Regions from separate parts of the Mus musculus genome. Here region 1 is linked to region 2. Evidence: chromatin contacts called from public Hi-C data. All regions are on one chromosome and are shown on one strand. Each heading gives the region's core, a stretch centred on a gene start, on an enhancer-like site or on the middle of the called end of the contact. The rest is flanking DNA. Distances are from core to core; before and after follow the strand shown. Region 1 has its middle 34 kb from the start of Gm23847. Region 2 overlaps Gm33323 (a long non-coding RNA gene).

Region 1 (6,471 bases), core at 2,050-4,549, 220 kb after region 2:
GTACCAAGCACGGTCTCTCTCTTGTTGAATGGGCCTTTAGCCTAATTAGAGAGCTGTTGGTTACAGCCAGGGTCTGTGTGCTTGTACACCTATCAGGTTATCACACCATGCTGGTCATTGATGTGGTTCTTAGGGATCATGACTGACTAGGACTGTTGGGTTGCCTTCCTCCTTTGGAAGCCTGTGTGGCGACTTCTATTATCATAAAAGCTAATCCTCGGGCAAGGGGTATTTGGGCAAGTTCCAGCTTGGGAGTTCTGCGAACCTATTTCTGAAACAGTAAGAATTGCCACCTATTTGGGGCAACCAAGGACAACAGCAGAAGCCTGGCAGTTTTGTGGCTGACTGTTTCTTTACTGGACTGAAGCTTTTAAGTTTTATGGAGTTGAAAAGGGCCTTGATCTGACATGGAAATACTAAGAATCATCTCAAGAAAAGAAAACGATGCCATTGTTCCATCTGTGGGGAGGCCAGTTCGAATCCTGAGATAAAACAGACTTTTCACACCGTTCCTACAGAAATAATTAACGTGTAACTAAGTAATGGCTCATTAAGTAAGAAGGCAATATCTGCCAGTTACAGATTCACAAATAGTGGGTAATGCAGGCAGCCCATATCCTTGAGGAAGAGCATCCTCTGTGTTAGAATGGGCAGCACAGACTGCAGGAAAAGCCGCAGAAGAGTGTGGTGCCCATTTCCAATTCCTTTTTACAAAACCATTTTCAATTGAAATAGACTTCCATCGCTTCCCCTCCCCTTTCCTTCCTCCAACCCCTCCTAAACGCTTCCTCCCAAACCCCCCTCATAGAGCCCCTCAGGTTAACAGAGTCTTTTCCCCTTGGTTATTATTAATGTGCCAATACCTACGTATGTACAAGTGTATATAAATACAATATGCTTGGTCGGTTTTGTTGTTTATGTGTATATGGTTTCATCGCTCTGTGTTAGACAACCGATGAGAGATATCGCCCCTGGGAGAAGCTAATTTTCCTTTTCCCGGCACTCATTAGCTGTCTGTAGTTTTCTGCCCAGGGACAGGACCTCGAGAAAAAAATTCCCCTTATCCATTGGTGTTGCTATTGGTCCAGCCTTGTTACTGCAGTCATTTCTAGGGAAAGACCGTTTCACAATAGACTTCCTGGTCCTCTGACTCTTTGAATCTTTCCACGCCTCTCCCATGATGTTCCCTGAGTCCCAGATGGAGGAGCTGTGATATAGATAGATCCATTCTTGGAGAGTGGATGGGAAGGGAAAGGGGTGTGAGGCCAGCCTGCCCTTAGTTATGTACTTGGCAGCGCTCAGATCCAATCCAGCCAATAGCTAGAGGCTGTTAACCCCTCAAGTTTCATTTGCTCCTCATGGCTCATTATAGAGGAGCCAAATAATAATCCCCCCAAATATGTCCAGAGTCTGTAAGTATGGCCCTATTGGAATCTTTGCAGATGTAATTTAGTCAAGTATCTCAAGACACAGTGGTCCTGCTGGGCAGTGATGGCGCATGTCTTTAATCCCAACACTTGGGAGGCAGAGGCAGTTGAATCTCTGAGTTTGAGGCCAGCCTGGTCTACAGAGTGAGTTCTAGGACAGCCAGGACTACACAGAGAAACCCTGTTTCGAAAAACCAAAAACCAAAAAAAAAAAAAGAGAGAGAGAGACACAGTGGTCCTGAATTTCATGAATGTCATGAATGTCTCTAACTCTAACCTCAAACTTACTTACAAGAAGTACAAGGTAAGACTGAGAGGAGAAGGCTATGTGAGGGCAGAGAGTGAGGAGATGCTGTCAACAGCCAAAGAACCCAAGAAGCCAGAGGAGGTGGGGCCAGGGGGTCCCTTGGAGCCTTCAGAAGGCCAGAGGGCTCACCATTCTCCTTGAATTTGGACTTATGGCTTCCAGACTGTAAGGAGGCAACCTTCTGTAGTTTTAAGCCTCCTAGTTTGTGGTAATTTGTTACAGCAGTTCTGGAAGTGGATACAGGGATCTTCTGGGAGAGAAGATCCACAGAATACCTATGAACATGTTCAGACCAATCCAACAGAATACCTATGAACATCCTCAGACCAATCCAACATCTCAGACCAATCAATCCAACATGGCGCTGTTTCCTCTCTTAGAATCAGTGTGGTGGTTGATCCACATTGTCAACATAACAAGATTTAGAGTCACCATGGAAACATATCTCTGAGTGTGCCTATAAAGTGTTTCCAGAAAGGTTTAACCGTGGAAGGAAACCTGTCCTGAATGTGGTTGGCCCCATCCTACTGGCTGGTGGCCTGAACTGAATAAAACAGAAAAACCAAGGAGAGCACCAGGCTTCCTCTCTGGTTCCTGATTGCTTTTGGCAGCCTCCCACCGACAGGCCAGTTCCCCACCCTCACCCCCTCCCCACTCCTGCCTCTGTACCTTCTTCACTGTGGTGTTCCTAATCTCTTCTTAAGCTGTGACCCAAGGGCAGTTATATCTCCCTTCCTCCCTTGTGTTGTTCTGTCAGGTATTTGGTCATAGCTTTGAGGAAAGTAACTCTCACACTGAGACACTTTCCAATGACAACTTAACACTTAAGGGTTGATCAGTTCACTCAACAAACAAGCCTTGACAAAGATCTCCCCCTTCCTTCTTCTAGGGAAGGGCAGGGTTGAGAAAACAAACAAGAGCACTCCATCACACACAGAGAAGAGAATCTTGTCAGGGTCCCAGTTTCCACAGATGCCTCCAAAAAGGGCAGTTTGTGTTTGTCACATGGAGTCCAACTAGGATGCTTTTTGTAACTCAAGAGCACAAGGGTTGTGTCGATCGATCGAGGGTTGTGTCGATAGGCATATTTCTCCTCTCTGTCCCCTCCTGGCTCCGGGCAGGAGAGGAGGCAGCGGCAGGGAGCACTTTGAATTGGTTCCAGTGTAGGAAGAAGGCTCCGACTCTCTCAAAATTCTCTTTCAAGTCAGGTTAGGACCACAGTCGCCACAGACACGGAGGCAGATGCTAACACCGGCTCCCTTCACACAGGGGAAGTATGTTTGACCCAATGATTTGAGACCCACCTGCCACCAGAGCAGGAGTCGGTGTGAAACAGGTCCCTGTCGGCTGCAGCTTGCCTGGTTCTCAGCTGAATACCCAGGCAAACAGCAAAAGAAAGAAAATCCAGAAAATCCACACATCCTACTTGAGTTTCTCTGAGATTGTAAAATGAAAGGCTTGTTATAATCTGCTAAAAATAACCTGCATGGAGAGTTTACAAAGCGTGGGCATGGGAGAGCAAATGCTACAGTCTAGAGAAACCGGGTGCTTAATCAATCCGGAAAGGAAAGGTTCACATCGCAGAACGCTCACAGCCCACTGAGTCTGCGCTTTCGTGACAGGAAGCCTCCAGCTTGAATGTTAAAAATGTTCATTCAGGAATCCAAAGTCTTGGTTTTTAATGGCTCAGATCCTTCAAAAATAACAGCAGGGGCCCAGAGCAGCAGGAGGAGAGGGCGCCAGGCTGAGAGCAAAGAGGATGTGGCCATGATGTGGGCAGATGCCCACATGACCTCCAGAGTCAGGGTCAAGTAGGGCCCGGAGTCAGCGACCCCACTGAGATCTCACAAGTGGTCAGCAGCCCCTGACTTAAGCCAGTTCTGGGAAAGCAGAGATCTCCCTGGAACTGTTTATAACACATGCTGGCTCTGTCCTCTCCTGCTCTCCAAGGAGAACTGAAGCCATTTTGCTCAACACAGCATTTTTAGACAATATGGGTTTTATGGTTTTTGTGAAACAGAGGGAGGAATGAATTGCAAAACCAAATATAACTAGAAATGGCTTTGTAATTTTAAAATAAAATAAATGAAAACATTTCAGACCAAGGATCGCCCTCCAAGAATGGAAACCCAAACACAATCACTTTTTGCTGAAATATAGAAGCAGCAGCAGCAGAAATAAATCCAAGGGGACTGAGATCCAAAACTGAAACCCAATAAACTCAATGGTAGAAATTAAAGACAAATTATTTTTTTTAAAAAATTGTAGCAAGCCTCCAGGCTAAGAGTGCATGCACAAAGAAATCTATTGTCCTTCCATGCTTTCCTGGGCAAGCATCAAATTTGGACTTTGAAAGCTTCCCACTGAGTTGGGAATCCAGATATTTATGTTCTGACGAACATGCCTATCTCCGTACTCCTGTCTCTAGTAGCAAATGAAGCAAATGGTTAACAAACGCTTATAAAGTCCCCACCAACGTCAGCCTCAGCACCGGCTGCATCCTTTCCTTCCCGGGAAGACGAGAACGTAAGAATCAGGGTGTTTTTCTATTTACTCAGCCCTGTCTAAACGCCCAGGAAAATAGCGGAGTAAATATTGAATGGCCACTTAGGCGAATAACTGGCAGTCCTTTAGAAGATGGCTGCGGGGGCTGTATTGCACAAGCGTGCATTATTGTGCAATGATTTTTTAAGTGAACAGGGAGATTATAAAAAAAATCTATGTTTAATACTAGAAAAACCATATTAAGATGCATTGGAAAAGGAGCCAAGACAAAATACTAATGGGAGCTGTTTGGGGTACCGAGATCCATTTTAGTTTGCTCACTGATTTTTTTTTAATTAAAAAATGCAGTTTTAGTGATGAGGAGTCAGGTGGACAAAAGATGCTTTTGAGTGTCTAAGATATATCCTCGAGTTGCTCTAGTGGATGGCCCTTTCCAGATAAGAATGTCAGGTGACAAATGAAAGTAAGATAAACACAAGGACTTCTATCATTGCTCTCTCCTTGGTTTGGGTCTCTAGAAGACAAACTTGAAGGAAACTGGGTCTCAAGCACTTTGGGCCTAAGGTATCTGGGGAGATCCTAGGTAGCAATGCTCGTTGACGGAGGTTAGCTTACAAATCTTTAATAAGGAAGGTTCTCGTCATGTATTAACTTACATGTTGTGGTCAGGGGACTGTGCAGGGGATATGGTTTCAGTCTTTAGTTGATGGTCCCCTTGATCACTTTAAACATAGGAAACAGAGTAAAGGAGCTTGGGCGATCCTTCAGCTCTCCATTAGAATGCATGTTAAGTCAGCCCATCTAGCTGAAATTCTCTATGTACAAATAACACATCATACTAGGTAACAGAAACCAACAAGAACCAACCTAGCAAAAAGAGAAATGATCGGGGAGAACGGAGCAGATGGAATTTAAGATGAAAGAGGCACAGTAGGTATAAAGGTGGAGGAGTCAGAGGACCGGCAGAATCTAGGTAGCAAATTCTTGGTGGGCAACTCTTACACAGACTCAACGAACCCAGTATATTCAAGGGTCCATGTACAGGTTTCCGGGAGAAGTCGTTCAAACTGCGCTCATGTGGTTTTGAGCTTCTAGCTTGGTCAGCCGAGAGCAAGGCACCTTGATTGACAGTCCTATGGAGAGTCCAAAGGTAGCCAAGGACCCTTAACCTAAAAGAAAGAAAGGAATGCTAAAAAGGAAGGTGACTGACAGTGCCCTTATCTGCCAAACCCAAGAACGTGTGGTGCTCTACGTGGGTGTCATGCTGAAGATAGAGCAGTAACTATCACTAGGGCTATGGAAACTTCTCCAGGTTCTGGCTGGGTGCATAACCACTGACGTACAGATAATGTTGTCCAACAAGGAAGGATGGAGCCCGAACCACCATGGTTAGCCTTGGCAGAATCAAACAACGAATTCTTAACAAAGACAGAGGCTTTGCAGTTCTAAGCTCAAAGCTAAATGAGGCAAACAGAGGGGGGAGGCACGGCAGTTTTTCAGAGTAAAATGCCTTGAACAGTAAAATTAACAACAGAAACCTCATTGTACCAGGGAGTTCCTTTATTGACTTATTCTCTGACTCCAACTTTGAACACAATGAAAGTTGTGTGTGTGTGTGTGTGTGTGTGTGTGTGTGTGTGTGTGTGTGTGTGTGTTTTAAATAAGAATTTTTTTTTCCTTTCCTAATACTATGTAGAAACCTCTGGGGCAAAGCAAAATAAAACCTCATTAGGTCAGATTCCACTCATTCCAGAATTATAATAATTTGGCCTGAGCTGCATTGAAGCGAGCCTTTGTACTCTTTCTGAGTAGTGGTTTTTCTAAACAAATCAATAATACAAACAAGATTGCTGGGAGTCCTAGGGAGGCTGAGCAAGGAAGGTTCAGCACCAAGCTTACCACAAGCAGCATCACTCCTTGAAGATGCCTTAATTATGGCCAGAGTACCAGTGAAGGGCCTGGTGGCAGACGGCTCCCATCTCTATAGGCCCCTGCATTTCTTTTAAAATCTACAATCCAAATCTCTCACCTGCCACAATACGTCTCAATCCTGCGTGGTCCCATCTGGTATGGTTTGAAGTAGGTGTGTTAGTACACAGTCAAGTGTCCAGGAGTGTGGCAAGTTTGATGCTCTGTATAGAGACTCTTAAAAAAAAAAAGTCATTTGCCCATGCTGTTCATGCAAAAAAGAACAGCATGTAGAACCTTGTCTATTAGTCTTAGGAGGAGGGG
Region 2 (5,910 bases), core at 2,704-5,203:
GCAACTGCCTTCAGTCGACGGCGGATAATAAGTTGGTGCATGGAGAAGATGCTGGGGACTTATGCTTCAGGGCGGCAGGAACGGCACAGCCGGCTGGTGGATGGCACACGCTGAAGTGTGCCATATGTTTAAAATTATGAGCCCAGATGTTAGGTCTTGGCACCTAAGGCTCACACCATTAGACTTGATCCTTTATGTGTCTCTAACGGTCTTTGAGGTGCCAGGAAGCTTGTATTAAAATGCAAATTAGCTTCCCAAGAAGGGAAACATAGTAAGTTAGCCTTTTTGCCAATTTTTAATGGGGGCTGGTTTGGGATGAGGAAGGTAAGGGGGAATTGAAAGGGTTAATCTTTCTATGGAACAGGTGCTACGTGAAATGGGTACAGACTGACAGGACGTGTGTGTGACAAGGTGACTGGACTTCTGGAAGAGTCAAGGGACAGGAAGACTGGTTTTTCTTACAGCATTAGCCGCCTGCCCCAGGCAATAAGCACAGGCATATAGATGGTACCCAGTCCCTGCTGTGGGAGGCCACAGGATTATGGAAGCTGGTCCAGACAATAAAGCTTAGTCCAATCTACACAAACACACACACACACACACACACACACACACACACATACACACAGACCTGCAAGCATGAGAGAGGGGGGGAGGAAGGGAAGAAGGGAGGGAGGGAGGTAGAGAGAGAGAGAGAGAAAGAGAGAGAGAGAGAGAGAGAGAGAGAGAGAGAGAGAGAGGGAGAGAGAGAGAGAGAGAGAGAGAGAGAGAGAGAGAGAGAGAGAGAGAGAGTCTGCTTCATCTGTTTGATATTCCCTTTGGTCTGCCCTTTGCCTGTGTGGACTGAACCCCCTGATTCTCAGTGTCTGAGAAGATTTATTTAGGTTTATGAGTATTTTGCCTGTATGTAAGTCCATGTACCACATGTATGCCTGGTGTCCACAGAGGCCAGAAGAAGGCATTGGACCCTCTTGGAATGGAGTTAGAGTCACTTGTGAGCCTCCTCACTGTCTTAGTTCATTGGGGCTGTTGTAACAATATAGCGCTAGCAGGGTGACTTATGAGCAACAGAATCCTCTTTCTCACAGCTCCAGAGGTGGGGAAGTTCAAGATGAAGGCTTCGGTGGAGATGCAGTGAGGACCCTGTTCCTCATAGCACTTGCTTCACCATGTGCATGCTGGGAATTGAACCTGTGTTCTCTGGAAGAGAGGCAAGAGGTCTTAATCTCACTCTCTCTCTCTCTCTCTCTCTCTCTCTCTCTCTCTCTCTCTCTCTCTAGATAGGGTCCTTTCTAGCCCAGGATGGCTCAACCTTGGCTCATGTAGCCAAGAATATTTTCAAAGTCCCAGTCCTCCTACCTCAGCGGCCTGGGTGTTGGAATTACAGGCGTACACGACATGTCTGGCTTCATTTTTCTCTAAGGTTGTTATCTGAAGTTCTTCATTAGACTCTATAACATAGTGTCTCTGGGGTATAGAACTCACCTTCTGTGTACAGAAGCATTTCATACAACAGAAACAGGTATGAGATATTTGCCCTACAGGCTAGGGCTGTTTTGAAGATTGCCAAAAATTAATGAATATATATGCGCCATGAGATGAGAGTCGTGCGACCCCACTATGTGTGCCAGCAATGCCTCTGCTGAATGCCCAGGTAGGACCCAGGGTTATCTGATATCTGCTCCCGCTTTACCCCGTAGCCTTAGTCTACTTCATAGCCTGCAGCGGGTGTTAAAGATCAACAGAGCCATGTCTTATAGAGTCTGTGCTCCTAAGGGGCTCTCCTTTCATTTTACCTGTGAACTCATATATTATGCACAGTAACTCAGAACCTTTATCATCCCCACTTCACAGATTAGAAACTGAGGTTTAAAGGGTCTGGGCTGCAGTCGTACAGTAAGTATTAGACCCTAACGCCTGTGGCTCCTCAGGCTGAGTATTAGGAACTTAATCACTCTATTCTCCATCCTTAAGAGGAAGGCATTTTCAAAGCGCTTTGCCTTGAAAATGTTAAGGAGAGGACCTGAAGCGGGCAAAGGAGCCATGTTGGAGTACCTGGTGGAGTGAGAAGCAGACATAGAGGGAGACTCACATGCATGAAATTGGTAAACAATGGATAAGAGATAGCCTATTAAACTATTAATCAAAGAGAAAAGGCACTACTAAAGAAAAGGCCTGTGACTAAATAGCCATACAAGTGACAAAGATGTCCAGGGAACTAACGGGACAGAGAATCAGGACCATAGTGTTCCAGCCAAACTCGAAGCCATTCAACTTCTCATTGTAAAGTGTGGCCAAGGCTGGGATGTCATTCCATGGGTAGAGTGATTGCCGAGCACATACAATGGCCCAGTTTGATCCCCAGTATCCCATATGTCAGGCATATGGGGGTAATCACAACACTTGGTGTGGGGGTGGGGGAAGGTGAAGCAAAAGTGAGCTACATCAAAGCCAGCCTGGAATACATGGGATTCTGCATCAATTAAAAAAAAAAGTGTATCCGAGTATTTCCTATGAAGCTACTATGAAAACGTAGCAAATAGATTTCTTTTCAGACCTGCTCCCTTCCAAGTTACTCAGTTGTGATAAGCATTTTCCAAGAGACTACTGTGCTGGGAGCCTGTAACTCCTGGAGGTCTCTGCAGATACAGGAAGATAGCTGAAGTATTTTCATAAGAATTTCTGAGTCAGCTATGGAGTTCAGATTGTGGAGTTCAGGTTCATTAGCTGTCTAACCTCAGGCAATATGCTGGTCCATCCCTGTCCAGAGAACCAGGATACATTTATGGTACCGAGACCTAATGAGAAGCCAGGTCCATGGCTCAGCACTCCTGATAAGTGGCTTGCTCCATTAAGTCTGGCTTTCTGGGCTCCTCAAAAGGTGTCATACTTGGGTACACAAGGGAGCCTTGGCAAGGGTGAATTTGGTCCCCCTTCAGCACAGATGTAATCCCATAAGCTTTGAGGACAGTATTCAGGTGGAACAGAACATGAGATGACATCAGCCAGGCTCGGTCCTAACCACTCTTTGGTCCTCTTAGAGCTAAGACAAGAGCTCAGAGTGGAGGGTTGGGAACATGGCTCAGCTGGTAGAGTATGTACAGAGTCCTGGCTTCACTCCCCAGTACCACATAAGCCAGGCATGTTTGCTCCTGGCTGCAATTTCAGCATCTTGGGGTTGAAAGCTGGTGGATGAGAAGGTCAAGGTCATCCTGGGCTGTATAATGAGCCCAAGGTCAGCCTGAGATTCAGGAGAGACCCTGTCCTAAGCATGGAACAGGGTGGAGTGGCTTCCATCCCATTTGTAACTGTTAAACCTGCACCTCTTCCCAGGCTCCTGTAAAAATGATCCATCTTTCCACTAGGTCTTCCTGAGGAAGAGCCATGCAGAATCTTGGCACCTTCACCCTGCCCAGAATTGTGTGGTGTCGTCTAGCAAAGTCAGAAAGGATGTTCAAGACAGGCTTTTGTTCTGCTGGGAAAAGAAAAATCTCTCTTCCTTTCTGCACGTGGCTACAGCGAGTTGCAGTTCACAATGCTGCCAATTTTAACACGTGCCTGGGCACACCCACAGGCACACACACACACACACACACACACACACACACACACACTCACACATACGGGTCGATCCTCAGCCTGGCTGTCTCTAAAACAATCCATGTTCAGCACTCATTGTTAATTATGAGCGGGTGCACCGATCACCAAATGGCACTGATGCTGAGCCCTCGGTGGCTGTCCCTGTCAGTCTGCATCACCATGACGCAGGTTGATGAAATCATCTGGGCAAGGTTAAGGCAAGGCCTCCACTGTACAACATTCTGCGTAAAACAAACAACTGCTTGCTTTTGAGACCTGGCAAGGAAATGAAAAAGAAACCCAAGATGCTCTCGGCTTCTGTCCTGGTTTCTAGGCAACTGGATGCTGGGTGCAGGAAGGGAGAGGGGCTTTCTTCTGGTGCCAGACAGTATTGATAGACAGTGGACTGCTGCTCAGTGCCAAGGACCTGGGGAGGGACAGAGGAAGCCGGAGCAAGCCTCATTGCCCTAATCAACCGTAGCTTGGCCTGCTGGCAGGGAGAGGTTGGAAAATGAGTGGATCAGTAGGGGGCTGGGCAGAGGGGAGATGCTTTTCTATCCTTTATAAAGACAAGAGGCTGTATTACAAGGATTGTTATCCTGGCAGCCAGAGATGAGTATGTCATTCAGAGGAGATGAAGGAACCTGACAAATGCCTTCGGAAGGCTCTTCAGGGATGGCTTGGCTGAGTCCTGGTTGTGGCAAAAGTGCACAGGAACGGTCAGTGGGATGGGGCATTATTTCATTCAATACTATCTAACAGGATCATCCCAGAGTCCACTGTGTGCCAAGCACTTTGTAAGCCCTGAGGATCTAAGAAGGAAGGAGAGGCCAAGCATCCACCATCAGCTCCCCTCTGTTGCTACTTTGGCCAGTGTTGAGAGGTCCAGGAGATCTTATAGTATAATGAGTGACCTAGGACTCCTCAGACAGATTAGGGTTCAAACCTGAACCCTGCCACTTACAGAGAGCGAGTAGTACTTAAACTCTCCAAATGCCCCTTCTTATCCATCCTAGAACTGTCTGGAACCAACACCAAGAGCAGGCGCATCATTTCCAGCAAACTACTAGTTTTCTGTCTTTTGTCCTGGGTTTCTCTGGCGACAGAGAAGAGTCTGTCCCAAAACGGTGAGAAACCTCAAATGGGTTTGATATGCAAGGAGATTCCCCGGTTTTTGTCTTACTGAATTCCTTAGGGCACTGCAGGGCAGTAATGGGTGTGTATTACAATGCCTATACATTACAAAAGCACAGGTCATACACCCTGAGCAGTCAATGTAGACTGCGGGGCCTAACCTAGTATCCTGGGAACTAGCAGTTCTTCTGTGAAGAAAAAACAAAACAAAACAAAACAAAAAAAAACAAAAAACAAATGTAAGTGAAGGAAGGAAGGTTACAGGTCAGAAGCAACGGGATGCACATGCCTAGATCCCCTGTGGATCTAGAGTTGAAGAGACAATTATCTTGTCCCTGCCCAGCGTTTCTGTGGCCTTCTCTCAGCCAGGGAGACTTCTTGAGTGGCTCTTGGGGTACCTTGTGGGTATGGTTAGCCTTCTGCCTTCCAGCTTGCATTTCTTTGGTCCATGACTGTCCTGACTCATCATAGTCAGCTTGGGCATCCCATGTTCAGCAAAAGCCACTGTTCTCCCAGTGCCTATTTCTCCTGCATCCACAAAAATGCATCATAAAACAAACAAGCAGAGAAAAAAAAAACATAAGCAAACACAGAGAGGAATCAGTGTCCTAGTGTCATCCCTGGCTACTGACCAGCTGTGTGGGCAAGTGCCTTTAGTTCTTTGAGTCTTAGCTTCCAGATTCCAGACAGAGAGCTACTTAAATCTCACTGTAGAGACAATGTAAGAGTTAATGGCTACATGAAGATCAAGGGAGACCTGGGAAGAGCTGAGATTTCAATGTTCACAGTGCAACATTGGCCACTATTCTGAGTGCTGCATAGGGTTTGTCTTCCTTGCCTGTTTTTCACATTGTTGTGGAGTGACCTTTTACAGATGAGAACACTAAGACCCAGAGACGTTGTGAAACCCACTGAGACATACAGATAGGCCACCTCTGTTTGTCACACCCATGCCACAGGGCTTCCCAGCTCAGTACACTTTCTTCTTAGCTATTTCTCATGCAGTAACATTTGGGACCAAACTATTTCCAAAGAGTCAATTAATGCAAGATTCAGCCTTGGGCATTCATTCTGGATTGGGGCTGCCTCCGGGTTAACAGTGGTTCCCTACATCCAACACTCAGTGAGACTAGAAGGCCAGGCAAGCTCTCTCTGGGAAAGAGGACCTGTGACTCTGGGATGGCTCGCAGCAGGCCC

The links. A called contact is a pair of places that touch in the nucleus more often than the background predicts.
Region 1: a Hi-C map of cerebral cortex shows a contact between it and region 2, with 1.9 times the contacts expected there. The contact joins two enhancer-like sites. A contact is called at or near these places in 2 of 484 Hi-C or Micro-C datasets (cerebral cortex and liver) and 3 of 115 datasets of contacts at active chromatin or transcription factors (embryonic basal ganglia, embryonic stem cells and trophoblast stem cells).

Annotation. Positions count from the first base shown.
Region 1 is chr7:129,997,847-130,004,317 of GRCm38.p6, forward strand. No RefSeq gene overlaps it. Among named protein-coding and RNA genes, the nearest start is that of Gm23847, 34 kb to the right of the region's middle. Within about 2 kb of position 3,300, at least 34 of the 459 cell types and tissues checked have an H3K27ac peak or open chromatin away from gene starts, as enhancers often do. A contact at or near this core is called in cerebral cortex, where this site is marked.
Region 2 is chr7:129,775,343-129,781,252 of GRCm38.p6, forward strand. All of the region lies in intron 1 of Gm33323 (a long non-coding RNA gene), which reads left to right. Among named protein-coding and RNA genes, the nearest start is that of Gm33398, 14 kb to the left of the region's middle. Within about 2 kb of position 3,954, at least 48 of the 459 cell types and tissues checked have an H3K27ac peak or open chromatin away from gene starts, as enhancers often do. A contact at or near this core is called in cerebral cortex, where this site is marked.